Linked DNA regions of Mus musculus: regions 1, 2, 3, 4, 6 and 7 are each linked to region 5. Evidence: chromatin contacts called from public ChIA-PET, Hi-C and HiChIP or PLAC-seq data. All regions are on one chromosome and are shown on one strand. The core of a region is the stretch at or near the end of the contact, and the rest is flanking DNA. Distances in the headings are between cores, read along the strand shown. Region 1 overlaps Gm32663 (a long non-coding RNA gene). Region 2 has its middle 12 kb from the start of Gm32141. Region 3 has its middle 39 kb from the start of Mdm1. Region 4 overlaps Gm40770 (a long non-coding RNA gene). Region 5 holds the start of Mdm2 (transformed mouse 3T3 cell double minute 2). Region 6 has its middle 20 kb from the start of Mdm1. Region 7 has its middle 6.1 kb from the start of Gm32663.

The links. A called contact is a pair of places that touch in the nucleus more often than the background predicts. ChIA-PET counts read pairs in DNA pulled down with a chosen protein or histone mark. HiChIP or PLAC-seq counts read pairs in DNA pulled down with a chosen protein or histone mark.
Region 1: a contact with region 5 is called in an H3K27ac HiChIP or PLAC-seq map of embryonic stem cells, with 4 times the contacts expected there. The contact joins the enhancer-like site here to the promoter of Mdm2 in region 5. A contact is called at or near these places in 1 of 39 promoter capture datasets (the HPC-7 cell line), 9 of 115 datasets of contacts at active chromatin or transcription factors (embryonic stem cells, large pre-B cells, memory CD8 T cells and 1 more) and 4 of 9 other capture datasets (adipose tissue, embryonic stem cells, liver and 1 more).
Region 2: a contact with region 5 is called in a Hi-C map of B cells, with 45 read pairs. The contact joins the enhancer-like site here to the promoter of Mdm2 in region 5. A contact is called at or near these places in 2 of 39 promoter capture datasets (frontonasal cranial neural crest and maxillary cranial neural crest), 1 of 15 datasets of contacts at CTCF or cohesin (the NIH/3T3 cell line), 2 of 484 Hi-C or Micro-C datasets (B cells and natural killer cells), 12 of 115 datasets of contacts at active chromatin or transcription factors (astrocytes, craniofacial prominence, effector CD8 T cells and 9 more) and 2 of 9 other capture datasets (liver and pancreatic islet).
Region 3: an RNA polymerase II ChIA-PET map of memory CD8 T cells shows a contact between it and region 5, with 132 read pairs. The contact joins the enhancer-like site here to the promoter of Mdm2 in region 5. A contact is called at or near these places in 5 of 39 promoter capture datasets (the C10 cell line, the HPC-7 cell line, hippocampal neurons and 2 more), 1 of 484 Hi-C or Micro-C datasets (adipose-derived mesenchymal stem cells), 13 of 115 datasets of contacts at active chromatin or transcription factors (T-cell acute lymphoblastic leukemia, astrocytes, bone marrow-derived dendritic cells and 8 more) and 3 of 9 other capture datasets (adipose tissue, embryonic stem cells and liver).
Region 4: a contact with region 5 is called in an RNA polymerase II ChIA-PET map of memory CD8 T cells, with 36 read pairs. The contact joins the enhancer-like site here to the promoter of Mdm2 in region 5. A contact is called at or near these places in 1 of 39 promoter capture datasets (embryonic stem cells), 1 of 484 Hi-C or Micro-C datasets (B cells) and 7 of 115 datasets of contacts at active chromatin or transcription factors (craniofacial prominence, embryonic forebrain, embryonic limb bud and 4 more).
Region 6: a contact with region 5 is called in an H3K4me3 HiChIP or PLAC-seq map of embryonic limb bud, with 3 times the contacts expected there. The contact joins the enhancer-like site here to the promoter of Mdm2 in region 5. A contact is called at or near these places in 3 of 39 promoter capture datasets (the C10 cell line, the HPC-7 cell line and embryonic stem cells), 1 of 15 datasets of contacts at CTCF or cohesin (the NIH/3T3 cell line), 8 of 115 datasets of contacts at active chromatin or transcription factors (the NIH/3T3 cell line, astrocytes, bone marrow-derived dendritic cells and 5 more) and 3 of 9 other capture datasets (adipose tissue, liver and pancreatic islet).
Region 7: an RNA polymerase II ChIA-PET map of effector CD8 T cells shows a contact between it and region 5, with 27 read pairs. The contact joins the enhancer-like site here to the promoter of Mdm2 in region 5. A contact is called at or near these places in 5 of 39 promoter capture datasets (the C10 cell line, embryonic stem cells, pre-B cells and 1 more), 1 of 484 Hi-C or Micro-C datasets (embryonic stem cells), 5 of 115 datasets of contacts at active chromatin or transcription factors (effector CD8 T cells and embryonic stem cells) and 2 of 9 other capture datasets (adipose tissue and embryonic stem cells).

What each region holds. Positions count from the first base shown.
Region 1 is chr10:118,043,563-118,047,854 of GRCm38.p6, forward strand. All of the region lies in intron 1 of Gm32663 (a long non-coding RNA gene), which reads left to right. Among named protein-coding and RNA genes, the nearest start is that of Gm32663, 33 kb to the left of the region's middle. Within about 2 kb of position 1,444, at least 22 of the 459 cell types and tissues checked have an H3K27ac peak or open chromatin away from gene starts, as enhancers often do. A contact at or near this core is called in embryonic stem cells, where this site is marked.
Region 2 is chr10:117,433,699-117,437,866 of GRCm38.p6, forward strand. No RefSeq gene overlaps it. Among named protein-coding and RNA genes, the nearest start is that of Gm32141, 12 kb to the right of the region's middle. Within about 2 kb of position 1,868, at least 152 of the 459 cell types and tissues checked have an H3K27ac peak or open chromatin away from gene starts, as enhancers often do. A contact at or near this core is called in B cells, effector CD8 T cells, liver and 2 more, where this site is marked.
Region 3 is chr10:118,100,473-118,104,594 of GRCm38.p6, forward strand. No RefSeq gene overlaps it. Among named protein-coding and RNA genes, the nearest start is that of Mdm1, 39 kb to the right of the region's middle. Within about 2 kb of position 2,774, at least 340 of the 459 cell types and tissues checked have an H3K27ac peak or open chromatin away from gene starts, as enhancers often do. A contact at or near this core is called in the HPC-7 cell line, T-cell acute lymphoblastic leukemia, adipose tissue and 9 more, where this site is marked.
Region 4 is chr10:117,397,053-117,400,907 of GRCm38.p6, forward strand. Gm40770 (a long non-coding RNA gene) reads right to left here. Exons shown (of 3, transcript XR_872063.3): 3 at 3,734-3,855. Among named protein-coding and RNA genes, the nearest start is that of Gm40770, 15 kb to the right of the region's middle. Within about 2 kb of position 1,264, at least 33 of the 459 cell types and tissues checked have an H3K27ac peak or open chromatin away from gene starts, as enhancers often do. A contact at or near this core is called in B cells and memory CD8 T cells, where this site is marked.
Region 5 is chr10:117,709,418-117,713,252 of GRCm38.p6, forward strand. It overlaps Mdm2 (transformed mouse 3T3 cell double minute 2), which reads right to left and starts at 1,341. Exons shown (of 12, transcript NM_010786.4): 1 at 1,135-1,341; 2 at 529-611; 3 at 283-367. The coding sequence starts at 363.
Region 6 is chr10:118,120,318-118,124,025 of GRCm38.p6, forward strand. No RefSeq gene overlaps it. Among named protein-coding and RNA genes, the nearest start is that of Mdm1, 20 kb to the right of the region's middle. Within about 2 kb of position 1,749, at least 121 of the 459 cell types and tissues checked have an H3K27ac peak or open chromatin away from gene starts, as enhancers often do. A contact at or near this core is called in adipose tissue, bone marrow-derived macrophages, embryonic limb bud and 1 more, where this site is marked.
Region 7 is chr10:118,005,137-118,008,940 of GRCm38.p6, forward strand. No RefSeq gene overlaps it. Among named protein-coding and RNA genes, the nearest start is that of Gm32663, 6.1 kb to the right of the region's middle. Within about 2 kb of position 1,870, at least 55 of the 459 cell types and tissues checked have an H3K27ac peak or open chromatin away from gene starts, as enhancers often do. A contact at or near this core is called in effector CD8 T cells, where this site is marked.

The sequences.
Region 1 (4,292 bases), core at 194-2,693, 330 kb after region 5:
GACTAAGTTTGGCTCACAGGTGTGCAATGATCCCTAGAGGATGCTATGTTCATGATCTACCTGGGAGCAGAGACTGTTCATGCAGAAGAGGAAGGCCCTTTGGGCAGCCGGGTGTGGCCAATGAAAATTTAGCAGCTTAGCCAGCCTCAGAGCTGCTGGGATCGAAGCCCACGCCTCCTTAGTCCCAGGCCTGTCCTGCGTCTACCTGCCGAGAACTGAAACTGCAGGCACGCGCAGTGCGTTTAAAGCTTTCCGCACATACTTTCATCTCTCAAACCTTTCCTCGATGCCAAAATACAAAAAGCACGGGGTGTTTAGTGGAAAATTTTGTTGTGATTTTTGGCAGTCCTCTATCTGTTCAGTATCTTTTGGCAGCGACAGGAATATTTATTTTCCTTTGGGGGAATTGCTTGCCACTCTGTTCCATTCTAGCCGGGCGGGTAACAGAGAGGCCTCGCTCACCCCAGCCACACTGCAGGCCAAATTGAATACAGGACTCACCGAAATGGGTGCCACCCTGGAACTTGATCTCACTTGGCTACACAGAGACTAAAGAGAGCTCACTTATTCCAGTAATAAAGCCAGAGACTGTGACACTTCTGGTGACACAGGCCTTCTAGGGATCATGGTTGTTTTGGTTTGTTTGTTCGTTCTCAGGAACTTGTCACCTTCCAGAGACCCCCACTTTCAAACACCACCACACACTGGGCAGCCTTCGACTGGTAAGGTCTGGCATCAGAGACATTCTGCCTATTGTGCTAAGGGTAGGTAAATTGACCAACTTCATACAGTTTGTAGTTGGCAGAACTAGGAATTGAATCCACTGAAAATTTCAGTATGTCTGGTAGTTCCCCCCCCCTGCAACCCCCCCTGCAACCCCCCCCCCCCGCTGTAATATTTTTGTTGGGAATCTAAAGGTATTGAATAAAGCTAAACATGTTCTTTAGATAACAAATTATCTTTCGCTCAGATTTAGGGTATGTACATATCATATATGTAAATATCATATATATGATATTTATTTACATATGTTATATGTATTTATATGCATTTACATATAATATATATTTAGGATATTTTCAGTCAGTATCATAGGAAGTATATCTGATCCATTATAGAGTCCCAAAAGATTTATGGAGTTAGAGTGCTTGGTAACTATAGATATTAATCAATTCAGCTTTCTAGTCTTACTGACAAGAAAATGCAGTCCAACAGATGTCTATATTGCCAAGCCATACTGAAGTTCCTATGTGTGGATAATGAGGTTTAGATGCAAACCAATTTAGCTTAGTCACAAGACAGGTGGGACTGGTAAATTTACATAGCTCAATTAAGATCTTCCAGCCAAAGGGAGCCTCCAGGTTTTATATAACAATGTATCCATTTGCCTCTGGCTGGGACAGGGAGGGGGGCTGAGAGTCTCAGTACACCTCAGTCTTTTTTCTTTACAGCCCACAGAGAAGGTTTTTCAATCACTTCCTTTGTGAAGCACTGAGCATCACTCTCACTTCAACCTAATGACACTTTTACATGCAAATGCCGAACACTTTAGATGCCCGGTTTAAAAACTAATCTATTCTATTTAAAGGCAAATTGTTATTTGGAAATCAGAAGCCACCTTCCAAGCAAGCTGAAACATTGCAGGGTGATTGAAGTGGTTGTATTATATGACCCCGGGTATGTTTTCATAGTTAGAAATAATGCAAGCCCCAGGCTTCCAAAAAGAATACATTGTGTGAAAGATGGCTGAGTGACTGAATGTCTTCTTTAACTAGGAGGGGAATGGCTGGGGGCCTGGTGGGGGACTTTCTGAAACAGTGAGAGCTTGTTAGGTTCAGCTTGGGGATCTTCCACAGAGGAGCTCAATACAGCATATTTTTATTTATTTGTCTGTTTGTTTATTTATTTATGTGGACAGTGCTTCTCTGTGTAGCTCTGTCTTGGAACTTGCTCTAAAGACCAGAGGCTGTCCTGGAACTCACAGAGCTCTGCCTGCCTCTGTCTGCCCCTGCCTGCCTCTGACTGCCTCTGCCTGCCCCTGCCTGCCCCTGCTTGCCTCTGCCTGCCCCTGCCTGCCTCTGCCTGCCTCTGCCTCTGTCTGCCTCTGCGTGCCTCTGCCTGCCCCTGCCTCTGTCTGCCTCTGCCTCTGCCTGCCTCTGCGTGCCTCTGCCTTAAGCATGCTGGGATTAAAGGTGTGGACCACCCCACCTGCTAACACAGCAAATATTTATTGGATGTTTCTTGTATGTGACCTTTGAACTAAGATCTTGGAGAATGAAGCTGCCTTCGGCATTTGTAAGGAATAGTCCCAGGACTCCTTATGATCTTCCAAACCTATGCATGCTCAAAACTCTTATATAAACCGATGTTTCCGTATAGTGCCTGCACATTCTCATGTATAGTTTAAATCGTCCCCTAATTAAGTATAATAGGGAGCACACTGTAAATTGTTGTTATGCAGATAGTTTGGGGGAGTGATATAAAGGAAAAAATTATGCTGAACCTGGTCAGTATAATTTCTTTCAAATATTTCCATTCCACGGTTGTTTGTATCTTATAAGCATCCTAGGCCAAAATGTTTGAGCTGTGTGTTTTCCTCCATTTACCCTTATCAACACATTGGTGTCTGTCTTGGTTTAGCCCTGGATGCTGTAGACTTTCCCTATCAACTATGGTCTTGTGTGTGTGTGTGTGTGTGTGTGTGTGTGTGTGTGTGTGTGTGTATGTGTGTGTGTAGGGGGTTTGCCCAGGGTAGAGGAGTGGTATGGTGTCTAGGCTCCACTGCCTTACACTCTCCCTATGTGCACGCTAGGCAATGGCTGCTGTGTTACTTTTAGATTGGGGATTCACTGTGGGGATCTCTTTCAAAACTACAACTCCCATAGAGCTTTATTCATCAGCTCAGTCCTGAGGACAGGGACGCAGACAGCCCCCATGGGTGTTACTCCCTATGCCCGCCCACACATCTGGAAAACAGCCTCTTCATTTAACTTCCTTCTATTAAACTCTTTCAATGGGCTATATGCTTTCACTCAGGGCTCCTGACAAACTCAGCCTGAGTCTAATCAGGCTTGTCTTTTAACCGCACACTCAAACTAGAAAAACAGGTTAAATGATGCCTTGGGGTAAAAACCAAATGGTCCAGAATTGAGGATTTCTTTTTACTGGTGTGTTGTTTTCAAAGATTGTCATGATTAAAAATAAATAAATAAATAAATAAATAAATAAATAAATAAATAAATAAAATGTCAGAAAATTCTTCTAGATTAAAATAAGCTAAGAGGACCACATTGTCACTTGAGGGGGTGTACAGTCACCTTGGAAACACATGAAGGTGTTTTCAGGAAGTTTTAACAGAGTAAGGAAGACTTGCCCCAAATGTGGATGTCACTGTCCCATAGGCTGGGGTCCCAGACTGAGGGAAAGAAGGACCACTGGGTGTCAGCCCCCACCTCTCTGACTTCTGACTGAAGACCCAGTGTGACCAGTGGCCTCAGCCACCGCTGTGACCTCCTTCCCACAATGCACTCTACCCTCAAACTATGAGCCAAAGTAAACCCATCCTTCCTTAAGTTGATTTTGGCAAGGATTTTATTACATCTAGCAGAAAACTAAGCAATACAAATTTATATAAAGCTTGTGTAAAAAAAACCCAGATAAATATTATAGAAATTGAAATATATACATTTGCATGTACATATTAATATATTATATAATACATATATGTTATATATATATGTGCATATATAATATATACCAAACTATATATATATACTATATATCAAACTATATATATATACACACTATATATCTACTATATATATGTATATACAACACATATATACTATATATATACAACATATATAGTTATATACACACACATTTTATATATATACAACACACACACACACATATATATATATGTGGAATAATAGACAATTTTGAGCTGCTATGTGGATGCTGGGAATTGAATCAGGACCTCTGGAAGAGCAGTCAGTGCTCTTAACCACTGAGCCATCTCTCCAGCCCCAAAGGTTTGTTTTTGTTAATCGAAGAGAGAAGCTTAGGAAACTAGATGGGGCTCAGAGAAGGGCCATTTAGATGCCATGTTGACATGATCAGAGCTGTCTTCAGGTTCCTTCTTACAAGCAAGCTGGTGTAGACAGCCGCACAGGGACGGACAAGTCACCATATCCTGATAACTTTGCAACCTCAGTTCAGAGTGCAGAGCAGTGCCTCCGGAAAAACCCGAGATGCATTTTAGCTCACAGGCTGCATCCTTGCTGGAGAGA
Region 2 (4,168 bases), core at 618-3,117, 280 kb before region 5:
AGTTCAAGGCCAGCCTGGGCTACATGGTGACTTCCAGGACTACATAGAAAGCCCCTGTCTCAACACAAAACCAAAGCCAAAAATCAACACAACACAACACAACACAACACAACACAAACACCAAGACTGGATACAGTACATAAATAAGGAGTAATGGAATTGTTTATGGCATCATGATTGTTGGCGTAGAACCTAAGGGGGTGGGGGGTTTGGAGGACTGCTGTCCTCACAGCAACCTCATCAACGGGATTTTATACAATCTATATTCATTTATTATTTAAAAATAGCTTATTAAAAAATCCTGCTCTATAATATACTGCCCCATAAACGCTGCTCAACGGAAACCTCAGGCTAGCGGTTGGCAGGTGCATTCTCGTTGCCCTTTTTTGTTTAGCCAATGTTGCAGAAATGTACTACTTGGGGGTGAGGGTGGGGAGAGTCAGCTTTGGTGAAGACAGAACCTTGTTTGCATATGGTGCTGGCAGCACCGCCCAAGGACAGCTTGAGGAGACCTAGGCTCCCCCCTGTGCCAGAGTCCCTCGGTCTTGCTACTGAGTTCGCTCCCTTAGGCATTCGCCTCCTGGAACTCCAGACGAGTTCTTGGTCATCTTTTGCCATGATTTTACCAATCCTCAGAGCAGCAAAGGTATTTCTTAGAAAGTCCCAGGTAACGGGTGACCTGAACCTGGAGCCAATAACTTGAAGAGGTTCCTAATGTGTCCAGCCCTGTTCCAGGCAACCTGCGTGTATTTCTTCATCTAATTCGTCCAATAGTGCCATGAAGTAGGTCCTTGCTAGTGTTAATTCAGCACTGAAGAAACCAAGCAAGGCTGGGGTGAGGGGTTGGGGTTGGGGTTGGGGGAGCTGGCAGAGTGCTTGCTAAATTTGTGCAAAGTCCACAGCTCAATTCCCTATTCTCCAGAAAGCAGGTATGGTCGCACGTGCCGGTAATCCCAGCACGCAGGAGGATCCGAAGATCCAGGCCATCCTCAGCTATATAGAAAGTCCAAGGCCAGCCTGGGGTACTTGAGACCCTGGCTCAACACAGATGAGTAAGTTAATTAATAATAAAAAAGTTTAAAGAAAATAAAAGAAATCAAAATGCAGAATGTTCAAGTAGCTTGTATGTGCTATCAGACAAGAATTTCAACAAGCTGTCTAAATCGAGGGATCCTTTAAACTAATATTTAAGAATAGCCCATACAGTGTGTTCAGACGCCTCTTATCTGTTTAAAGAGCCGGCTCAAACCAGCCTGGAGACAGAATATTTTCAAACGTGAACCATCTGGTTGTTACAAGTCAAACCACAGGAAGCCTGCATTAGAGTTGGCTCTCCGGTTGACTGTGCCCAGCCTCTCTCTCTCTGGTTTCCGCTTCTCTTTGAGTGTTGACTTCATTCTCTCAAATAATGGCGGTGCTTCAGACTTGTTTTCAGTGTGCTTATTAAAGAGTACCCTCAGGATCAGCTGCAAGACTGGGCAGAAGAGGAAGTCAAGCCACGATGCTCTCAACCAGGGTCAGCTCAGTAAGAGCTTCAGAATTCTGCGCTAACAAAGAGACAGAGTAAATAAAAATGACCCGAAGGCCTTCCCGTGGCCCGGAATCTGACCTCAGCAGTGACAGTATATGACTTTGTTGATTGTGCTGACCTCTATCATTGAAATGTCCCGAGGGACTGAAGAGCACGCATACCAATGAGAGAAAAATGTCACTGCGACGAGGGCCGGAATCTTGCGACTCCATCAGGGAGAATTCTCCCTTTCATGGTGGCTCCCAGATCTCGTTTAGCCTGTAAGCTAACAAGAAGAAGAGGCGGTCAACGCACACGTGGTGGCCATCACGACAAACGGGATGACCTAAGAGACAAACGATTAGACGGCAGCGCCACCGTGTGGTAGTCCACGTCCTCACCGCAAGCTGAGGTCGGAAGAGGGTGTCTCTGTGATCAGGAAACGTGCAGTTTTTGTGACATACAAGCAAAGGGGAAGGGCAGGTCCGCGTCCCCACACTGGATTCATATTTTCTGGATTTGTTGATGCCCTCCCCCAGTTCTGATCTTGCTGGCCTCTGTACTGCCTGCCTTACCTATCTGAACTGACCGTGTACCTGTGAGCATCCAGTGTAATATGTTTATTCCACACAGATTAATTTCAAGTCCTCGGGGCAGTTTTCCGTCTGCTCTGTGCATAGTGCACAAGGCTAATACAGTTACAAGAGCCCAGAATGTGGCGCCGGCCCAGCTCTCTGGTGATGCTGCTGCACGCACACACGCGGCACTATGCTGACACCTTCCTTTTCTAGATCTCTTGAATAATCCACGTTGTTCTGCTCTGCATCGGCCTCCTTTAGATACTCCAGGAACTGCTAAACACTCGCTTCTCTCTGAGGACACGTCTAGTTCTTGAGCTCCTTGCTTCAGTTTAAAATTGAACTACCTGGCTCACCCACTCTGCGTTTTCACAAGATGCCTGGTTACCTACCATTTAGTCCAGGTTCTGCCGTTAGGGGTCCCACGCTCTGTTTAGCCTTTGAGCGGCAGGTCTAACACTGGATCAAATCTCCTTGCTGTGGCTGGCCTTTGGCCATCTGTCCCAGAAGGGCAAGCCTTGTTCTCCCAAACTCCCTCTGTCCTCTCTGGATTCTTCCGTATCGCCAGCATCTCAAGTAGAAGAACCCAAACTCTTGCTGAAGCAAACCTCCACCCATTCCAGAACAAAGCCAGGGCGGTCCTCAAGCCAGCCAGGTTTCCCCGGCTATGGGCATCTGTTTTCCATGGCATGGTGGCTGCACCAAGAATGAGGTCCTCTCTCCGTTAAAGGGCACACCCTTCAGAGAGGACCTGGAGCACAGGACTCTCCTGTGTCAACAGCAAGTGTCTGGGATGTGATGCACTCAGTCAGCACTTTGGTCCATTGTTGAGTAGACAGAGCACTTCCGGGGAACATCGTGGAGGGATAGGGGACAATTACACTGAGAGCATTAATGCATTCAAGTTTTACAGTAGGGTTGTTACTTCTATCCACAGGTTTCTAAGCATATCTCTCTGTGTGTGTGTGTGTGTGTGTGTGTGTGTGTGTGTGTGTGTGTGTGTGTGTGTGTGTAAATGTATGCATTCCACGGCAATTGTCTATTGAGTTTGCTCCTGGATTACCTGACTCCTCTCATCACCTCCAGGTCTAATTCTTAGCAACACGAGGACGATATTGCGCCACCTACTGTCCAAATGTGTCCTGCCCTTTCTGCTTCAAATTCTCCTCTCATTAGACCTAAAATAGCGCCCTCGTCCCCACTCCCAGCCCCCTCTGGCTGCCTCTCACGGTTGGGTTTGTAATTTCCACTTGGCCTTTACATTTCCATCCAGCCCCGTGGGCAGCCATCTCTAAGCCTGGTGTCCAGCTGAGCTGGCTTTTATGCGCTCACAGCAGCCCTTCCAGGTGCCCACGGTGGTGGTCCAAGGATCGCAGCAAACCGGACTGCTTATGTAACTAGAGACATAAATTGGTCCCAGGAGTCCTGCAGCGAGTTACTGAAATAACATTCTCTTTATCACAGGCCCGTTTCCACAGGGCCTTTTTACGGGGTGCTTATGCAACAGCCGCCCCGTCAGCAGAAGTCCTGGAAGCGAAGAGCAGGGTGATATTTACAGTGAATAAATCATCGAATTCATTACATAAGAACTTAAAAATACTAGTGTTTCTCCTAAGAACTTGGGAAGTTCAGAAAAATCTATACCCGGTCTTAGCAGAAAAGTGACGTTTCAAAAATTCCAAAGCAGTCGGTTAATAATTTCAACAGAAGCGAAACTCGAGCACCGTGGGAAACGTCTTCCCAGCCTTGACTGGCATTGACTTTCGGCTAGTCTCTTCAATGTTAAGCAATGTCAGCCAGTTAAATAAATGTCCACAAACGAAGTCTTTGTTAAATTGAAATTTGTTTTGCTCCAAAATGACTGTTTACACAAGACAGAGACCTATGCAGTGGAAATATAAAGGCATAAATGAGGAAGGAGGCTACACAGGAGATTTCAACTCTCTTCGAATAGTAGGTATATCAGAGGGCTTCATGTTACTGTAACGAAATGCCTGAGACAATCGACTTACAAAGAGGAAAGGTTTATTTTTGCTTATAGCTCTACAAGTGGTAGGTAGCCTAGAACCAGATGGCCTTA
Region 3 (4,122 bases), core at 1,524-4,023, 390 kb after region 5:
CATCTTCCGGCTTAATGTGTAAAGTGGCACACTGATTCGTCTGAGAATATGGGGACATTCCCAGACTAATAGAATCCCTGACTAAGTCAGTATCAGAACCTCTGAGTGACCTGTGGAAAGGCGGCTTACTTCAGGAAGAGGGAGTAGCAGTGGGGACACACACCCTCTTTATGGCAGTTAGGTGAATAGTTTCTGTTTGCTGGACACTGAACCTATGTGCAACTGCAGATGAAGCAACAGGAAAGTGGGAGATGCTAAAGCCAGCCGAGCGATCTGTTCTTCAGTCTTGAAAGTCCCTGATGAAAGCTATTTCAGAATGAGAAGATGTTCACAGTTGTTATGGCAACCAGCAAATCTGCTTGGCCACCGGAAACCCTTCCCCTAAAGACCACAATAGCTTTTGTTATGAAACGTGGGGACTTTATTTCATTTCCCCTATTATCTATTTTCAAAGTTGTCAACAGTAACAAATTCCTTAGTACCTGTGGCCCAAGTTCTGGGACAACCCTGAGCCCCACTACTTCCATCTGCACTGTAGTGTGTAACTTCAATCTTTGCTCCATTTATAGGGGGATAAAAATACCCATCATGCGTATTGAAAAGAGAATAGAGTCATTTACCTTTGCAGCCTTTTCATGGCATATTTGCTGTAGAGGACAAATACGTTTTCTTTGAAGTATTAATTCTAATTGAATGATGTTGGCCTTGCCTCTGTCAAGAAGGTTCTGAGACTGTGTTCCAACTCAGTGGTTGGGGATGAGGCAGAAGTGGCTTTAAAGTTCTATGTATTTGCTTCCTTGGTTTGGGGCATTACCTCATTGTTCCCTGTAATGACTTTTGGGGGTTTAGATGTCCAAAATTAGCTTGTTGGATGCTACTTGACTGGTGCTGACTCATGGAAGAAAAAGTTCTTATGTTCAAGGCTAAAAAGTATACCTTGATTCTTTTAAAACATCTCTCCCTCTCTCTCCCTTCTTTCCTTCTTTCCTTCCTTCCTTTTTACTGGCAGAAATGAGGGGTGTTCGTTGTTAAACGTTTGGCAAATCACACAGAAGTATCTGGAATAAAACAAGAGCACTCCACATCTCATAATGCCTACATAAATTAACATGGTGGCTGGAGGTTTCAAGCCTTTGATCTGATTTATTCATCTACTTATATTTTAAAATGGTTACTAGCTGCTGTGTGGAATGGGTTATGGACAGACACTGTGGATTCAGGGGGATCATTCTGGAAGCTCATGAAGAAGTCAAGTGAGGGGAGGCTGACCTAAAGGCAAATTCTGTGGCTATTTTGAAGGTGGAGACCACAGGACTTGTTAATGGACTGACTGTAAACTATGAGGGAAGGAAGACATGAAGAGATGGCTGTCCTGTCTTCTGGCCCTCTGCCTGGTGAAATGGTAGCCCCTTTACTGAGGTTGGGTGTGATGAGGAAGAAGCAGGGGTGTGGTGTTTGTGCGTGTTGGGGCAGGGGAGGTAGAGGAAGTTAGATTCTGTTATGAGAGGCTAAGTAAAGGTATCATACCGGGGTGAGCATTTCTAGGAGATACTTGGATATACACTAAAGGCCTGGGGGAGGAGAATGGAGACAGATATTTTATCAAAGGACCATCAGCACAGTAAAGCCACACAGGAGATGAGGTAAATGTAGTGAGTTAAGGGTGGACGAGGAGATGCCTCAAGGACAGAGACTATTTGAGGAGAGGAAGTTACAGCCTGGGAACCAAGAGTAGCCAGGAGCCAGGCTGAGACCCAAGGACAGTGCTCGAAGTAGCAGACAAGAGAAGAGTGTCCCCCTCCCATGAGAAAGGAAGTGCTTCCCCCTATCTTTGTACACATATACACATAGTATATTTTATGTATGCACACATACATATTTTATGTGAGGATATATAGATATATCCTCACATAAATATATATATTAATATTACAGATGATGCAACGGGCCTTACCAGGAATACTGTTTTTGGGGGTGGGTACTGAGAATCAAAGCTAGAGCCTTGCACATGGTAGACGAGTGATCTATTATTGAGCTATCTCCTAAATTTTTATTCTGAGGCAGTGTCTCTGCTGTTCAGCTAGTCTTGGGCTCATGCAGTAGCCCAAGTCTGGCTCTTTTGAAAAAAATGTCCTTCTGAGATACTATTCTGAATGACAACCAAGTATTCATTCTCTCTCTCTCTCTCTCTCTCTCTCTCTCTCAGTGTTTTCGAGACAGGGTTTCTCTGTATAGCCCTGGCCGTCCTGGAACTCACTTTGTAGACCAGGCTAGCCTTGAACTCAGAAATCTACCTGCCTCTACCTCCCGAGTGCTGGTATTAAAGGCGTGTGCCACCACAAGTATTCTATCTTTATAAATGACCATGAGAACAACATTCTATAGACACACCTGGTGTTTCTTCAGGCTAAATTCCCCAAGTGTAGACAAGACAACCTTTAAGGCTTTTGATACATGCTTTTAAATTGCCTCAGAAGGAGAAGTTTCTGGCAGGATGGTACCCCCCCCCCCGCACCCCGCACCACCCCCCCCCCCCCCCCCCGCCAGCAATCAGTTGAAACCATGTATCTGGTTTTATCTGGTTGTCACTATCACCATTCAAAATTGTGCGGGGGTTGGGGGGAGGATATGCCGTCTCGTTTCTACTTTATTTCCACTTGCATGACTTGATTACATTATGGAACCATGTCAGTCGTCTGTGTAAGCAGGGGGGTTGCTGAGGAGGGAGAAAGGCATGGTCTGAGCCAGTCTCCAGGGTGAGGGGTGGAGCAGATCTTTGTCAGCCCACACGCTGAGGTTCCCACAGCTCAAAGCTTCCTCCCTCTCGGTCGGCTTCCTGCGCCGCCCAGCCTAAGAAAGGGCGTGGTCACAGAGAAGCGGAGCATCTCTCCTCCGCCAGCCAGGCGCTCTGCTCACTTGCTAGGGGTGGAGGCTGTGTTGCCTTGTGAACCGCTGTCCACATTGCCCAATAGAACAACAAACACGGGCCAGGGCACAGGGGCGGCAGGCCCTGCATCCTGCGTCCTTTCCTCACAGGGCGGAGTCATTTCAGCTCCTGAGATTCCTTCATACAGCCTTGCTGGGCGTGAGCCCAGCAGAAGGGGAAAGACTGTTGTGAAATTGTGGGAGGACACAGCATCTCTGTTGGTGACAAGGGACAATTGCATCATGCTGTTAGGCTGCGATGTGGAAATCACAGATGCCCAGGAGATAGGAATCTTAAGAATGTGTGGGACATACAGATAGATGCCCCCCAAATGGGGACTGTGACCGTCTTTTATGAGCTATTTCTTATTTCACAACTTATTTCATAACCATCAGTTGGAACAACAACAACAACGACAAAAACCTTAAAAATGCAATTCAAGAGTTGTCTAAACAGCACACACGTCTGAGACGGGTTCTGTGAGAACCAAGAATGATTCTCGAGAAGAAAAGACCCTCAGACGACCCAGGTTCCAAATCCAAAGGAAAGCATTCTGTGAGGAGTGAAACGAAAATGGAAAAAGTTCAGTAGAGAACACGCTGTTGTCCAGTTTTTCGTTTGTTCGTTCATTTTGTTTTTCTGATAAGGTCTTGTGCCCTAGCACTGACTGTCCTGGAACTCACTACGCAGATGAGGCTGGCCTTGAATTCTGCCTCTTCCTGCTCTGCTGGGATTAAAGGCATAACACCACCAGGCCTGGTGCTTTTTAAATCATAAAGCAATGTACTGTTGTTATAAATGTGTCCCATTTAGCGGACTGAAAACGCTGAGTCACGGGAAGTAAAAGTTAGCTTCCTCCCGTCCTGTCAGGTCACTACCACCCTCCAATAACTTGGTGTCTATTTTCTAGAGACTTTATAATGCAACTTAAAATATTTATAATTATAATGTATGTACATTATAAGTTATTATATGTGTGATGTAGGTAATTATAGCATTTACGATGTTAGAGCATAGATGGTATTCATTAATCAAAGTATACTTTTGCTTTGATTATTTTTTCCATTAATTATTGTGTTTGTGAGAAAGAGAGTGGGTGTCACAGACCCTGTGTGGTGATCAGAAGACAACTTGTAGGAGTCACTTCTCTCCTACCATACACGGTGCTCCAGCTATCTAACTCCGGTCACCAGGTT
Region 4 (3,855 bases), core at 14-2,513, 310 kb before region 5:
TCTTCTAAACAGTAAGCAGTACTAGCTGCAGCAGCAGCAGCAGCAGCAGCAGCAGCAGCAGCAGCAGCAGCAGCAGCAGCAGCAGCAGCAGCAGAAGCTAAGCTCTATGGTGTCGCACTTCCCACACAACTTGCGCTGGGAAATCTGACTGGGTGTGGGGGGGGGGGCGGGGGGGGGGATAAAGAAAGAAAAGACACCCAGACACATGCGGGACCACGTGGGTGTGCACACTCTGATGGAGTGACACCCTACTACGCAACAACCTGGAACCTCGATGCTTTTATGGTGGCCAGCACAGACCGGAAAAGTTAGCTTGCTTCTGCATGGGAACAAGTCTCAGGCTGAAAACCGCTGAAAGAAGGAAGCTAGTTTTTTCAAACACATGATCCATGGTTTGTTAACAATTGTTGGATACATTGTTACCATTTGAACTTGGACCAAAGGAAGGGTTTGACATCCCTCTCAACCTTACCCTGGGTGTGAGGGCAGGGCTTTGCCATGCCTGTGGGTCTGGTGGGCCTGAGTAGTTGGTTCTAGACATGGCTGTGACGTTGGTTCAGGACTTCACCACTATTATTAGTATTATTATTATTACTATTATTATTAATTTATTTAATATATGTGTGTACACTGTAGCTGTCTTCGGACACACCAGAAGAGAGCATCAGATCCCATTACAGATGGTTGTAAGCCACCACGTGGTTGCTGGGATTTGAACTCAGGACCTCTGGAAGAGCAGTCAGGGCTCTTAACCGCTGAGCCATCTCTCCAGCCCAGAACTTCACCACTCACGGAAGGCTTCTCTGGCGCCTGCTTCTAGTTCTAGCTACCCAATAGGCTGAGGTGGAAGGACTGAATGGTGGATTGTTTGGGCCCAGAAGTTTGAGATAAGCCTAGGTCACACACTGAAACTTACCTTAAAAAATTTTTTTTTCTTCCTATTTCTCCTTTTTAACTTAGGGAAATTGGCTGGAGGCTGAGGAATCATGTGGACCTTATAAGGAAAACAGACATAATGTGCTTACTTCTCGTGGCTGCGACACAACCCCTAAGAGTAAACCCATGTAAAGGAGAAAGGGCATATTTGGCTCGTGTTTCCAGAACTTTCAGTCCATGGCACGCTGGTTCGGCTGCTTTTTGGCCTGTGAGGAGGCAGAGCTGCACAACCAGGAGCATCGTGGAGCAAAACCATGTAGCTCGTGGTAGCAGGGCAGCAGAGAAGGAAGGGCGGGTTGATGCGGAAACAGGAAACCATAGTATTCTCTAAGTGGGCCTCGCCTCCTACACTTCCTGCCTCTCCTCCCCCATGAGATCGGGCTTCGCTAATCCATGAACCCATCATTGGACCAATCATTGATGATGTTTCAGTCCTTAGGGTGTGCTCCCTGCCCACAGGTCCCACTGAACACTGCCGCTCAGGGGACAAAAGGCTCCGTGAACGTATAGGGTATATTTAAGATGCTGTCTTAGTGTCGCTACTGCTGTGATAAAACACCATGGCCAAAGAAGCATGGGGAATAAAGGACTTACTTGGTTTAAGTTTCTATGTCTCTCTGTACATCACCGAAGGAAAACAGGGCAGGAAACTGGAGGCAGGAGCTGATGCAGAGGCCACGGAGGGGTGCTGCTTTCTGCCTCACACCCTGTGGCTTGCTCAGCCTGTTCTCTTAGAGAATCAAGGACCACCAGCCCAGGGATAGAAACACCCACAATGGGGTGAGTCTTCCCCAGGAATCACTAATTAAGAAAATGCCTCATGCCTATAGCCTGATCTTGCAAAGACACTTTCTCAGTCGAGGCTCCCTCCTCTCTAGCTTGTGTCAAGTGACACATAACTGGGTGGGAAGACGGAAACCTGCAGATATTGTGGCATATGCCTCCAATCCCAGCTCTAGGGACACTGCCACAGCAGCATGGTGAATTAAAGGCCTACCTGGGCATAAAGTGAGCATAAAGCTAGCAGAGGCAGTATAAGACCCTGTTTTAACAACCAAAAGCTATGGTCTGGATTCAGAAACTGGATGAGATTTGATTATTGTTGCCCACAAAAAGGAAAAAGATATGGGAAGAAATGGATATTCGGGCGAAGAGAATCACAAACTGAGCCAGGAACTGTCAGTTAGCACTCACTGTCCCTTTCTTCAAAAAAGCAGGTACTGTGGTTTATGCCTGCAGTTACACTTGGACTCCTCGCTGAGGTCAGAGGATCACTTGAGCCCTGTAAGTCTGAACCAGCCTGGGCAGCATAGTGATACTCCAGGTTGGCATTTTGTCTAGGCTCTGCCCCATAGTTACCTGGCAACACCCAGGTGTATTGGGATCACTATAAAAGGGGCTGCTTACCCCCTCCCCCCTCTCTCTTCTCTTGCCTTTTTACCCTCTTCCCTTTCTGTCCCTTCTCTCCCCATTCCCCTCCCTCCTCTCTCCAATGTGCTCATGACCGGCCTCTAAGCCTCTCCTCCTCCTCCTCCTCCTCCTCCTCCTCCCCCTCCTCCTTCTCCTCCTCCTTCTTCCTTCCTCCTCCTTCTCCTTCCCCTTCCCTCCTTCTCCTCCTCCTCCTCTTCTTCTTCTTCCTTCTTCCCCTCTCTCTCTCTCTCTCTCTCTCTCTCTCTCTCTCCTATCCCCTCCCCATGCCCTAAACAAACTCTATTCCATACTATATCTGTCCTATTGCTGGTCCCTGGGGGGGGGTGGGGGGGATGTCTCAGCATGGTGGGCCCGCAGAGGCACCCCTTCCCCTACACCGTACTGTGCCTCCACCAAACATACCCCTGGCTTCTTTTTCTTTTTTATAAAACACAACACTCCATCTTTAAAACAAAACAAAACAAAACAAAACAAAACAAAACAAAACAAAACAAAACAAAACAAAACAAAACATAGCTTGCTGCATCATTGTGGGCAAAGAATAGCTTTGCTTGCAACTATGTGATTAATTTCTGAGTTGAACTCATGTTCATGACTTTGGGGTGGCATTCTTAAAAGGCAATAGTATTTTTTTCTCCCTGTCTTCATTCTGGTCAAAATGTGAACCATCTTCTTCTTGCTTTTGCAGAGGACTTGGGTTTAGTTTTCAGCACCCACGCGGTGGCTCACAACCATCTATAGCCCCAGTTCCAGGGGATCTGATGCCCTCTTCTGACTTCCTTGGGCACCAGGCATGCACGTGGTACATATATGTAGACAAAACACTCATGAACATAAAATAAATCAATCTAAAAACATTTTTTAAAAAAAGTACGAGCCATCTGGTACTTGGAACTGCACAGGTAGAAGGAACTTGGGTCCCTGGCACCACGGAGTACTCTACCAGAGTTTTGCATAAATTTGGTAGCATGAATCTCAATTCTTTATCTTAATTTGAATAAATGGAGCTTAAGACATTTTATAGAGAGCCTGGTGTGGTGGCTCACACCTTTGAGCCTAACACTTGGGAGACAGAGGCAAGTGGATCTCTCAAGGCTGGCCTGGTTTACAAAGCTATATGAGAACCTGACTCAAAAAAAATTAATATGCTTCAATTTTTTTGGTGACAAGTGTTAAATGTATACAGAAGTGGATACATTGATATAAAAATTGTGTGTATACCAACAAGCAGCTTTATCCAATTCATTTATACTTGTAATCACTTCCCTTTCCCTCATTAGACTATTATGAAACAAATTCCAAATATCAGTTTTTTAATTTTAATTTATTTTTAACTGTTACATGTATGGGTATTTTGACTCCGTGTATGTCTACAGAACATGTGCATGCATGATGTCCTCAAAGGCTAGAAGGCATAGAATGTCCTGGAACTGAAGCTATAGACAACTGTGAGCCACCATGTGGGTGTCTGGATTAAACCCATGTCCT
Region 5 (3,835 bases), core at 91-2,590:
GATGCTTCTATGACTTTCGGTTTACCATTTAGAACAGTGATAGAACATCATGTCACAACCAGCAGCACCCACACACTGTGCACTTCTAAAGCCTGCGTCAGGGGAAGGGCTGTGGAAATATAGGTCGCAGTGACCACTCTCTAATGCAATTGCAATCGAGAAAGTTAAGAGTTTGTAGGTAAATACTTAAAACGACTGTGCGATAATCCAGGTTTCAATTTTGTTTCCTCGATTACCTGGTAAAACAAGCTATATTTACACACTCGAGGCAGAAATACCAACCAGAGTCTCTTGTTCCGAAGCTGGAATCTGTGAGGTGCTTGCAGCACCCTCGGTAGACACAGACATGTTGGTATTGCACATTGGCCTACAAGTAGAAAAAAAACAACAACACACACGATAAAAACTTGAAATTATAAAACATCTACGAAAAGGGACAAATAGATACATGCATTTACGAAGGAGACAGAAAACGTCTTTCGGCAATAGCTCTCAAATGCAAAACGACGTCGGCGAGCTGTCCCTTACCTGGAGGCCCGCAGGAGAAGCGCGGTGATCCGAGAGGGTCCCCCAGGGGTGTCCGGTCGGTCTCCCGCTCGCCCAGCAGACGGCTGCGGAAACGGGGCAGCGTTTAAATAACCCCAGCTGGAGACATGTCAGGACTTAGCTCCTCCGACAGCCGACGCCGGACGTGTCCCAACTTGACCAGCCCCACAGGAAGAGCTGAGTCAACTCGGCCCAGCCCAGTCCCACCCGTCCCGGAAGCCGCATCCCGGCGAGTCCGGGACCAGGCACCTGTCACCTCCTGGACCCCAGCAACGAGCCCAGCGCGACCCCGGAGCGGGCCCCCCGCGCGCGGGGCCTGCTGGGAGACCCCCGCTCTTCCCTCCTCCCCCTCCCTCCGTCCCCTCCCGCGCATGCGCCGTGCTAACCGCGCCATCTCCCACCCCACCCCCCACTCCCACCCACACGCACACCCCCGGCCGCAGAATGACATCAGGGCCCAGCGCGGGCAAACGGTCGCCCAGCCTCGTGCCCCGCGACCCCACGAGCCGGCCCGGGTTACGAGTAGGCCCCGGAGGGCGCGGAAAAGAGGGAATGATCGGGACTCTCCGCCGCCCACGGAGCGGGTACCTGCTACTTCCCGCGCATCTTCCGACCCTTCACGGGGAGCGCGGAGGCCCCGCGGCCGGGGCCTGAGCGACCATGGTCGCTCCAGAGCTCGAGCGACGAGAAGGCGGCGGCTCCTCACCGGCCGCTCCTAGGCTACGCTGGCCCCGGAGGCCCCGTTAACAAAGCAGAGTTCTGTGACGAGCGCCCCCTACCGTCCGCGGAGAGAACGCCGGAAGCCACGGGCCATCCGGGCATCGGGGCGTGCGCGCGCGCACGCCCGACGCCGCCTCCTGGACCAATAGGAGGCGGGGGGCGGGGCTTAGCGGCCGCCCGGTGCCGGAGCGCGCAGGAGGTGGGGAGGGGCCGCGCGGTTGTGTTTACCGCTCGAAACCGCAATGGTCGCTAGGCAAGTTCCTATCCGACTGCTGCTGCTACCAAAAGAAAAGCAAGACTAACAGCTGGGTAGTATTTTTAAATCCATCCCGCCAGCAGCTGAAGTTGTATACAAATGAGTGATTTTTTTTTAAGACTTTAAAAATAGGCAAGGTGAGAGAGGGTGGAGTGGGACGGGGAGGAAATTGTGAGAAGGGGGTGTCCCAGAAGGGAACGGAGAGCGGGGTGGAAAGTGAATAAATAATAATGAATAAAAAATGAATAGCTCCATGGTCAAGAGTGCATACAGCTCCTTTTTAGGTTTTCAGTCACTCACGCCACACAAATTCTGTCATTGCAGGGTACTCAACACACTCTTCTGGTCTCCATGAGCAACCGCACCTGTGTGCACAGACATACACATAATTAAAGTTAAAATTAAAAAAAAAAATTCAAAGACTGTTAGGGTCCATGACACCTTGGGCTCATAGTATGTAAACGCAAAGAATGTTTTAATCTGCAGAAGTCAGCATTCTGGTGTCTCCTCTCCCCATTACTAAGATAGAGACACCCAAGTGAGTTTGCAGACCTGACATAAAGCATATTAGCGAATTCTGGGATAGGTGACCTCTATGTTAATCTATTGGGTCCATCTTTAGGGACATTCCATTCCCGGGGTGAGAGGGCTGGAAACTTTTGGCTGAGAAAGTCTGGAAACTGCTGCTGACCCATTGTCCTTGCCTCAGGCGGGGCAGCTTCTGAGGCCCGGACTTGCCCGGAATTGCCCAGTTCTTGGAAACAGAGATTTAGGCCTAGTCCCCTTAACTGCCAGTTTGAAACTTGTCATGAAATCAGCCTGGCCTTTTCAACACATACACTCCAGTGTTTACAAACTTTCTAATTGTTAGTCATCTTGAGGGCCCAAGATAGCATTATAAGGTATAGGAGTTTGGCCTGGACGCTGCTTTAGGCAGTGTGGACGCAGGTCAAAGAAAAGCATTGATAAGGCCAGATATAATGGTGTGCGTGTAATCCCAGGTACAGAGCAACAGCCGTCTGGGTCCACCTTTTAAGGTACATCTAAGAACGGAGGGTGTGTGGCACCGAGAAGGTCCTGCATTGTTCAGTCCTCGGTCCCCAAAGCAAAAGCCCCAGATCTTAAAGGACTTAAAACCAGGGGTGGTGGCACATTTGCACAGTCAAAGATAATCAGGAAGCTGAGGCAGGAGGATAGCTTGAGTTGAGCAATTTAAAGCTAATTTGAGTAACATTGATAACCTACCTAAAGGAGAAAGGTAATTTCGTTCTTTGGGGCTTGCCACTTCTTACTGACAGCCTTCATTTCCCCAACAGTTCGTGATTAAGGACTTTTCAGAAACCTTTCTCCCCTTAGGAATGGAGTGAATATTCATTTTAAATTTAATAACCTTCAGCCAGGCATGGTGGCATAGACCTTTGACCCCTGCAGTAGAGACGAAGAGACAAGTGAGTTCAAGATAGTGTGTCCACGAGTCCACACAGTGAGCTGCAGATCAGCCAGGGCTGCACACAGAGAACCTGTCTCACAGAACCCAAGCCTTGGGAGATGAAGTAGCCCAATTGGGCTTGTGTGCAGTTTCATGGGATTGGGGCATGAGCAGGATGGGGGGATGGGAGGACAGGGCAAAAGGCAAGCAGGCATGCACTCTTAGCTTAAAGCCCTGGGTTCCCTCCCCAGCACCTGTGGGAATGATGCTGCACTTGTGTAATCCCAGCACTTTGGAGGTGAAGACAGGAGGGTCAGAAGTTCAAAACCGGGCGTGATGCCGCACGCCTTTAATCCCAGCACTCGGGAGGCAGAGGCAGGTGGATTTCTGAGTTCGAGGCCAGCCTGGTCTACAGAGTGAGTTCCAGGACAGCCAGGGCTATACAGAGAAACCCTGTCTCGAAAAAACCAAAAAAAAAAAAAAAAAAAAAAAAAACAAGTTCAAAGTCATCCTTAGCTACAGTGAGATTGAGGCCAGCCAAGATAACGAGATCCTGATGAAAATAACTCCCCAGCATTATTACATTATTAGCCTCAGGAACTCCGTGTGGCTTTTTTTTTTTTTTCCAAGCTGGTCGAACTCAGAAATCTGCCTGCCTCTGCCTCCCAAATGCTGGGATTAAAGGCGTGCGGCACCACCACCCGACTTCCGTGTGGCTTTTAAATCATGCCTTTATCAAACCAAATACAGCTAGATTTCTGATTGTCGGACTCTATACTTAACACTGGATGAGTGAAAGCCACAAACTGGGTGTGATGTCACATGCCTGTAACAGCGCAATGAGAGACTGAGGTGAGAAGAAGAGACCAAGGCTAAGTAAAACA
Region 6 (3,708 bases), core at 499-2,998, 410 kb after region 5:
GTGGTGCACACCAGTAATCCCAACGCTCTGGAGATAGAGGCTGGAGAATCATTATGCTCAATATTACCCTCTGTCATTCTCAGCTAATTGAGATCTTGAGAGAGAGAGAGAGACAGAGACAGAGAGAGACAGAGAGAGACAGAAACAGAGAGATAGACAGACAGACACACACAGAGAGACACAGAAAGAGACAGAGACACAGAGACACACACAGAGAGACAGAGACACACAGAGACAGAGGCAGACAGACAGACAGACAGACACACACACACACACACACACACATGGGGGTGGGGGAGAGGGAGGAAGACTAGGACCTTATATGTTTAACCTGAAATGAGCTGGATAAATACCAGCTCAATTTAGGTCTTATTAGAATGTTCTGGAAGCCCTGTTGCCTTATAGTTGACACCTTCCGTGAATGGGAAGCTAATGGATTCTTTCATAAATCGAGGGTGATAGACATAGAAATGAGACTGACTCATGCTTGTCTTACCATCTTTTGTTTTGCTATTCCAGGTGAGATAGATTTCAGTGAACCAGATGGACCCATTGAGAGAGGTAACAGCCACCGATTAGCTCACTCCCTAGGGAAGAAGCAGGTGACAGGATTTAGGTAGGAAAAAGAGCCCGAGAACAAAAGGTGGTGTCATTACTTGGAACCACGGTGCTGTTTGGGTTCCATCAGCTCCAGTTTCCCAGGCAGGTCCCTCATGAGGATAATTCTGCCCACTTCACTTCCTTAAGAGGTTCTGAGCTCTACATGGGGGCAGCTCTGTATGTTGGTTGCTTTCTGAGACTTGTTCAATCCCCCTGAGCTACGCCCGCTCTGTAAAATCCGAGAGTAGAAACACAGTTGTGCCGTACGGTAATTTAATGAAAGGCTACACTTCAGGAGACGAAATGTTGCTGGGTCCCTTTGTGTCTGTGTTGGTTGTGTAACAAAGGAAGATGACTCACACGCAGTTCGGTCCTCTGGGACCAGCCAGAGTCTTGATTACATCTTGGTTCCTGCCTGTCTTGTGGAGCAAACACTTGGACAGTCAAAGACCCAGGAGGACGGCAATGATTACCTTTAACAATTCCTGGTCCCTGGGTTGAACTTGACTATTGGTTTTTATGACAGAGACCACACCAGTGTCAGACCAGAGGTAGACAGCGTCTTTCCGATTTCTCTAAGATAAATAAAAGATAGGATTCCGCCTCAGCGTGGGAAAGCCGTTCCAAAGAAATCAGGCAGGGATGGTTATCTTGACGGCAGCCATCGAAAGGAAATGGTTGCTGTGTTGCTAATCCCCAGGACTGAGAGAAAAGAAATACGCGAAGCTTTCAGAGTGTTAAACAAACAAACACGCCATCCCTGTACCATGGCCAGTCCGGGTGTCCATTACGACGTAAATGATTGATAGTAATATTTCACAAGGTTCATGATGCTGCGTGTATCAAGTTCCTAGGCTTAAACATCAGGTACACTCTGTTCTGGAGAGCTAGCCAGTCCAGGTTTAGAGTATGACGTAAATGATTGGTAGCGGTATTTGATGAGGTTCATTATGGGATGTATAAATCAAGCTGACACATCAGCTTCACTCTATTCTGGAAAGCTGCAAAGTCAAAGCTACGTGATAAGAAAGCGCCAGAGAGGGACCATCTGTTGGCTATTAGCGCGTTTCTTTTGAACGTACTGTACAAGCTGCGCGCAGGTACAGAGAGTGCATTTGCAGAGATTAAAAACCATGGTTACACTAGCGCACACCTGTCTCTGGGGAGCCTCTTTTGTAATGCGCGTCTGTTTCCTGTGGCTGTTGGGCTTACCCTGACATCTGCCTGCAGAGTGTGTGTGCCGTTTTGAGTCTCTTCTGGGGCGATGGAGACTGTAGGGTCTGTTGAGGCAGTATAAATGCTAGAGGCCGGTCTAGAATGTGCGAGTCAGCTCCAACATCCCTTCACAGGGAGATGTTGTAGCATGATACATAGTTGCCTCCTGTTTAAAGCATCCTGTTTGCCTTTCAAAATCAAGTCTCCAGCCTTCCACCCATATGGAATCTATCCGAACCTACAAAAACATTCAAATACCGATGACTCAGGAATAATATTTTTAAAGTAACAATGTTTCTTAATTTCTCCCTTCATTTTAAGAGAATCCCTACAGTTAGCAAAGATAACCATTGTTCAAGACTTTGAAACTAGGGTTTCCAGGCCTCCATGAAGCAAGAAGCAAGCAAGGCAGACTCCCAGAGGGCTGGTCTTCCCCTGGGCACGGTTTTCTAAGATAGGGAGTCTCTGCTTTCCCATCTTGCCTAGCAAAAGTCAGGAGATACTAATTCCTACTTGGGTGACAGGAAAATGACAGAGCTGTGTGACTCACTGACAGGGCCTATAGTCTCTGTTTCACAGGCAGGAGGTGACGAGTGTGAGGAGTCCAGCCTTTGGGCTGTAACCTTGGGTTCCAAAATGGGCAGCTCAGGCAGCAATGCAGGAGTTAGATCCCCACATTTGCTACCGATGAGTGAGGACTCGGGGTTCAGGTAGGTGTGGACGGGCTGCCACTTGGTGGTGGGGGGGGTGACATCTGACTCAATAAGGACATTGGTTACCATGGAGACTGATTTGTACATATTCCAAACTGTTCCTGATGAGCAATGAAGCAATGAGGATATGAACACTGCAGAGTGAGACACATCTCACGCGTGCCTTCTCGGGCAGGATGGTTGCCAATTCGAAGGGTTACTAATCTCATCGCAGCCTGGCTGGCTCAGAGTAATCCCAATGACTTCATTTACAAGCTGGGGACAAGGGTGTGTGTGGGTGATTTGTTTAGCATCGGAGATATACAGGAAGGACAAATTGCATCTTAATGCAATCTCTGTCTTAGGGTTTCTCTGCTGTGACCAAGGCAACTCTTATAAGGACAACATTTAATTGGGGCAGCTTATAGGTTCAGAGGTTCAATCCTATTATCAAAGTGGGAGCATGGCAGCATCCAGGCAGGCATGGTGAAGTTCTACATCTTCGTCTGAAGGCTGCTAGTGGAAGACTGACTTCCAGGCAGCTAGGATGAGGGTCTTAAAACCCCTCAGTGACTTTGACACATCTACTCCAAAAAGGCCAAACCTCCTAATAGTGCCACTCCCTGGGCCAAGTATATTCAAGCCTTGATATTCTCCTTATTCCTTTCAGTTTACAATACGGAAACACAGCTACTTTACGCTGCTGGGAGAGCAGGAGTCCTTGGATTTTTTTTTTTTTTTCATGCTTTAGCCTTTCTGGACTCTATCTGGCTACACCCCTCCCTCCCGGCCCCCGCTCCGCCCCATGTCTCAGTCTGTGAGGATCACTTATGGTTGGTGGTTAATCACGGGCAGCTGATGTGACCTCTCCAGGCCTCAGTTTTCTCAGCTGTAAAATGCAGATAGTAGTGTTTCTACTTCCTGGAATTATTGTGAGAACAAAGCAAATTAATAGATATAAAATTCTTTGCAACAGATTTCAGTAGGTGCTGTGCTGTAATATTATCATTATTGAGCTGGAGAGATGGCTCAGTGGTTGAAAGTACCGATTTCTCTTCCAGACATCCTGAGTTCAATTCCCAGCAACGCTCACAACCATCTGCCATGAGATCGAATGGCTTCTTCTGGTGTGTCTGAAGACAGCGACAGTGTACTCACATATATAAAATAAATCTTAAAAAAAAAAGACTTCTTTAAGAAA
Region 7 (3,804 bases), core at 620-3,119, 300 kb after region 5:
CTCCGTGTGGCACCTGGGTCCTGGACCGGAAGGCTGCAAATCAGTGGTCAGGAGCTCTTCGGGCTGGTCCATGTATCCTGTCAGTCACAAGGCCTGGAGACCTATTCTTAGACTCTCAGTTCTTATAGACCTTATTAAAATGGTAATATCCTTGCTGGCATCAATCACTGACAAATTATGCACGGGAAACTTGGGCTCCGGTTTGCAGAACAAGCTTTTCTGGAGGGGATGGTTCACAGGGAAGTGCTGGGAAGTGGTAGCCATTCCTCAGGGAGTGAAAGGAATATGTAGAGTTTGAGGGGTGAGCAGGGCAGCCATTCCAAAAGGCTCCAGGAGAGGAAGCTGATGGGACCACGCTTTGTCTCTGTTGCCTGCTCCTCTGCTAGTAGGCGATGGTTGAAACTATCCGAGGTAGAACAGAGACTTGATCCCATATTCTACAGTCACGATATTAAACATTGGAGATAGTTTATGTGAAATATATCACTAAGCAAGCTTGTGTCTGTGAGAATATATGTCATACATCTAGATGGCATGGTCCACTATATCCCTAGGCGTGTGTGTGTGTATGCATGTGTTTGTATGTTGTGTATATGTATGTGTGTGTATGTATGCATGTATGTGTGTGTATATGTATGTGTATGTATGTATGTATATGTGTGTATGTATGTATGTGTGTATGTATGTATGTATGTATGTGTATATGTGTATATGTGTGCGTATATATGTGTACACACTTGTGTATATGTGTATGCATGTGTGTGTGCATGTGTGTATGTGATATTGCCTATTGCCACGGTGGGGGAAAATAGCATGAGATTAAATCAAACACACACACACACACACACACACACACACACACACACACACACACCACACTCAAGAATGACTTGGATCTCAGGCTGGTCTCAAACTTGTTCTGTAGCTGAGGTTGTCATTGAACTCCTGATCTTCCTGCTTCTGCCTCCCAAGTGCTTGGACACCAGGCATGTACTAGCATGCCCAGTGAGTCCTTTATTGATATTATCGAGTATAGTCTGTACATAGCTGTATGTGCTTTGTTTTTATACTAATAGCAGTTCAGTGAGTTTGCTTGGCCAACTTCATCATGGACATGTGTATTCTATGAAGGCCATGATGCTAAACCCCTGAAAATGTTCATCTCTATTATAATCTGTCCCACCCTGACAGAAGTATTACATGGCTGGTGCCTTGTTTGTACTAGAAACTAGAAAGAACAGGTGTTAGATGTACTAGCAAGAAAAGGAGTGTTCATTAGTGGTGAGGAAGGGAGTGCCAGGCTATTTGTAAAGCTTTGTATTTTAAAGTTGTAAATTATTTATAGGACTTTAAATATGTTGATAGAACAAATACCAATCTAATACTTTAATAGGCTATGGTGAGTAATATAGGTTCTTTTAGTGGGAGAAATTAGAATACTGTGTTAAATCATTCTTTATGGAGACACATGACTTTTACCACATTGAGGAAAAAACCCAACCTTATTGTCTTAACAGTAGCTGAAATCGAGAGTTCGTAGATGTTATAAGTGGTTCACGGAGCTGTAATGTGAGATGAGAGTAGATTTATCACTGCCTCTGATCATTGAATTTATTTCTTCTATTTATTTGGTACTTATTGTTGGTCTTCCTCGCTTATTATATTCAGATCTTAAATATTCCTCAGAGGGGCTTTCGTTAAAGGCTTGGCTGCCAGTCATACTGCTTTGGGAATATTGTTGTTATTCGTGGTCGTGGTGGTGGGACCTTTAAGAGGTGGGGACTAGCGGAAGGAAGGTATGTAGTTGGTGGTTTCTCCTTGAAGAGACTGCTGGGCCTCCAGCCTCTTCCTTTTACTCTGCTTCCTGGGCACAGGAGGCAGCAGCTGTACTCCCTGACACGGCGTCTGTCTCACTACGGTGATAGGAGAGTAGACAGTGAGGTCAACACTGGCAGAAATGTGGACCAGAAATCTTGCCTCACAGCAGACGCTATGCAAAGGACTCAGAAAGGTCCCAGCTGTGGGCAGGACACAGGCAGTGCTGGGTCTCTCACTTTCCACAGGGCAGATATTGGAGTCCTGGCAGATAGGTACCAGACTCAATTATTCACTGATCAAACTATAATCCAGAGACCATGAGTCAGCCCCTCCAAACCATGAACACACTAAGTCTTTTGTCTCTATAGGTTGATGTATTTCAGGTGTTTTATCACCAGGAAGGATCTGACGGAAGCAAGCCTGTGGTGAAGGGCGGGCCTGTTTCTCCATCCTCTACTGTCTTTCTGACGTCCCTGCACGGTGCCCAGTAAGATTGGCCTGTATTCATGGAATGAAGATTTATAATCCAGTCTCACCCATTGGCTCGAAATTACTGCCTTCCTAAATTTAACTACTAAAACGAGGTGTCTGGAAATCTTTAAAACAAAGACGAAGGCTTGATCTTGGCATGGTATTCATCATGAGTACATGTGCTGCTGGACAGTGGCTAGTGTAGCTTCATGTTTCCACATCTGTTATTTTAAAATAAATTATTCAGTGCTGCTAGATTACCTCTAAATGGTATCAATCAATTACAACTGGGGTGCTTGAGTCTTGAAGGAATAGACTTTTTTCTTTTTTTTTCTTTCACTTTTGTTTTCTTTCTTTCCATCCTTTCTTTCTGTCTCTGTCTCTCTGTCTCTCTGTCTCTCTGTCTCTTTTTCTTTCGATTAGATTGACTAAGTTCTTATCTCTTCTCCCCCAGGAAATATTAAAACGACTTGGCCTCTTGCCAGACTCTTTCCCTCCCACCTCTATAGAAGATTTAATTAGTGTGCACATTATTTGGGTTGCTCATTCCATTACTGCTGGGCAGGGGGCAGAGGAAGGCCCTTGAATAAGGAAAGTGAGGTAAAGCCCCACCCCCATCCTCAGAGAAGTGAAGTCTCCTGTCCCAGCTTTTCCTGGCAGTGAATAAAGGCTCCTAGGGGATGCTGAAGGCTTGCGTTTCTGTAGAAGTCCCTGCCAGGGCTTTCCATACCGAAATGAACCATTGTTGCCTGTGTCAGGTTTGCTCTTCATTTGCGTGGTGTATTTCTTCTGCGTCGGGGGTGTTACGGAAGCCCTAACCTACTGTGTTCATTGTCACAGATTTAAACGTTGGGTTTTCTGCAAGGCCACAAAAAAATGCTGTTTAAAGACATTAATGGGTAATTAGCATCTTGGGTTGCTGCAACATTTGGTTCTAGGACACATCTTAAAGATTATTAAGAGAAAAAGATTTGCTTTTAAAACTGGATTTGAGCCGGGCATGGTGGTGCACACCTTTAATCTCAGCACTTGGGAGTCAGAGGCAGGCGGATTTCTGAGTTCGAGACCAGCCTGGTCTACAAAGTGAGTTCCAGGACAGCCAGGGCTATACAGAGAAACCCTGTCTCAAAAAACCAAACAAACAAAAAACCAAAACAACAACAAAAAAATGGATTTGATCAGTGCATGCATAGAAATATCACACCAGACATCCATCCATCCATACATCCATACATCCATACATACATAAACAATTAGTACATGATAGTAAAAAACCAGAAACAAATACCATCTTGATATGCCAATAAAGTGCCTGGGATAGGATGACTAGCTTGCTACTAGTTAGCTAGTGACCTTGCAGTTTTAAAGGGGACAGTCCCGTATCTTGGGACCCTTGTCCGTCTGGATAAATAGAGAACCTTGGTCACCCTAATTGTCTCATGTTGCTGAGAGACCTTCTCGGTATCTCTTGATTTTGAGTATCAGTATCAGTTGATTTTGAGTCCAGCGTTGTGT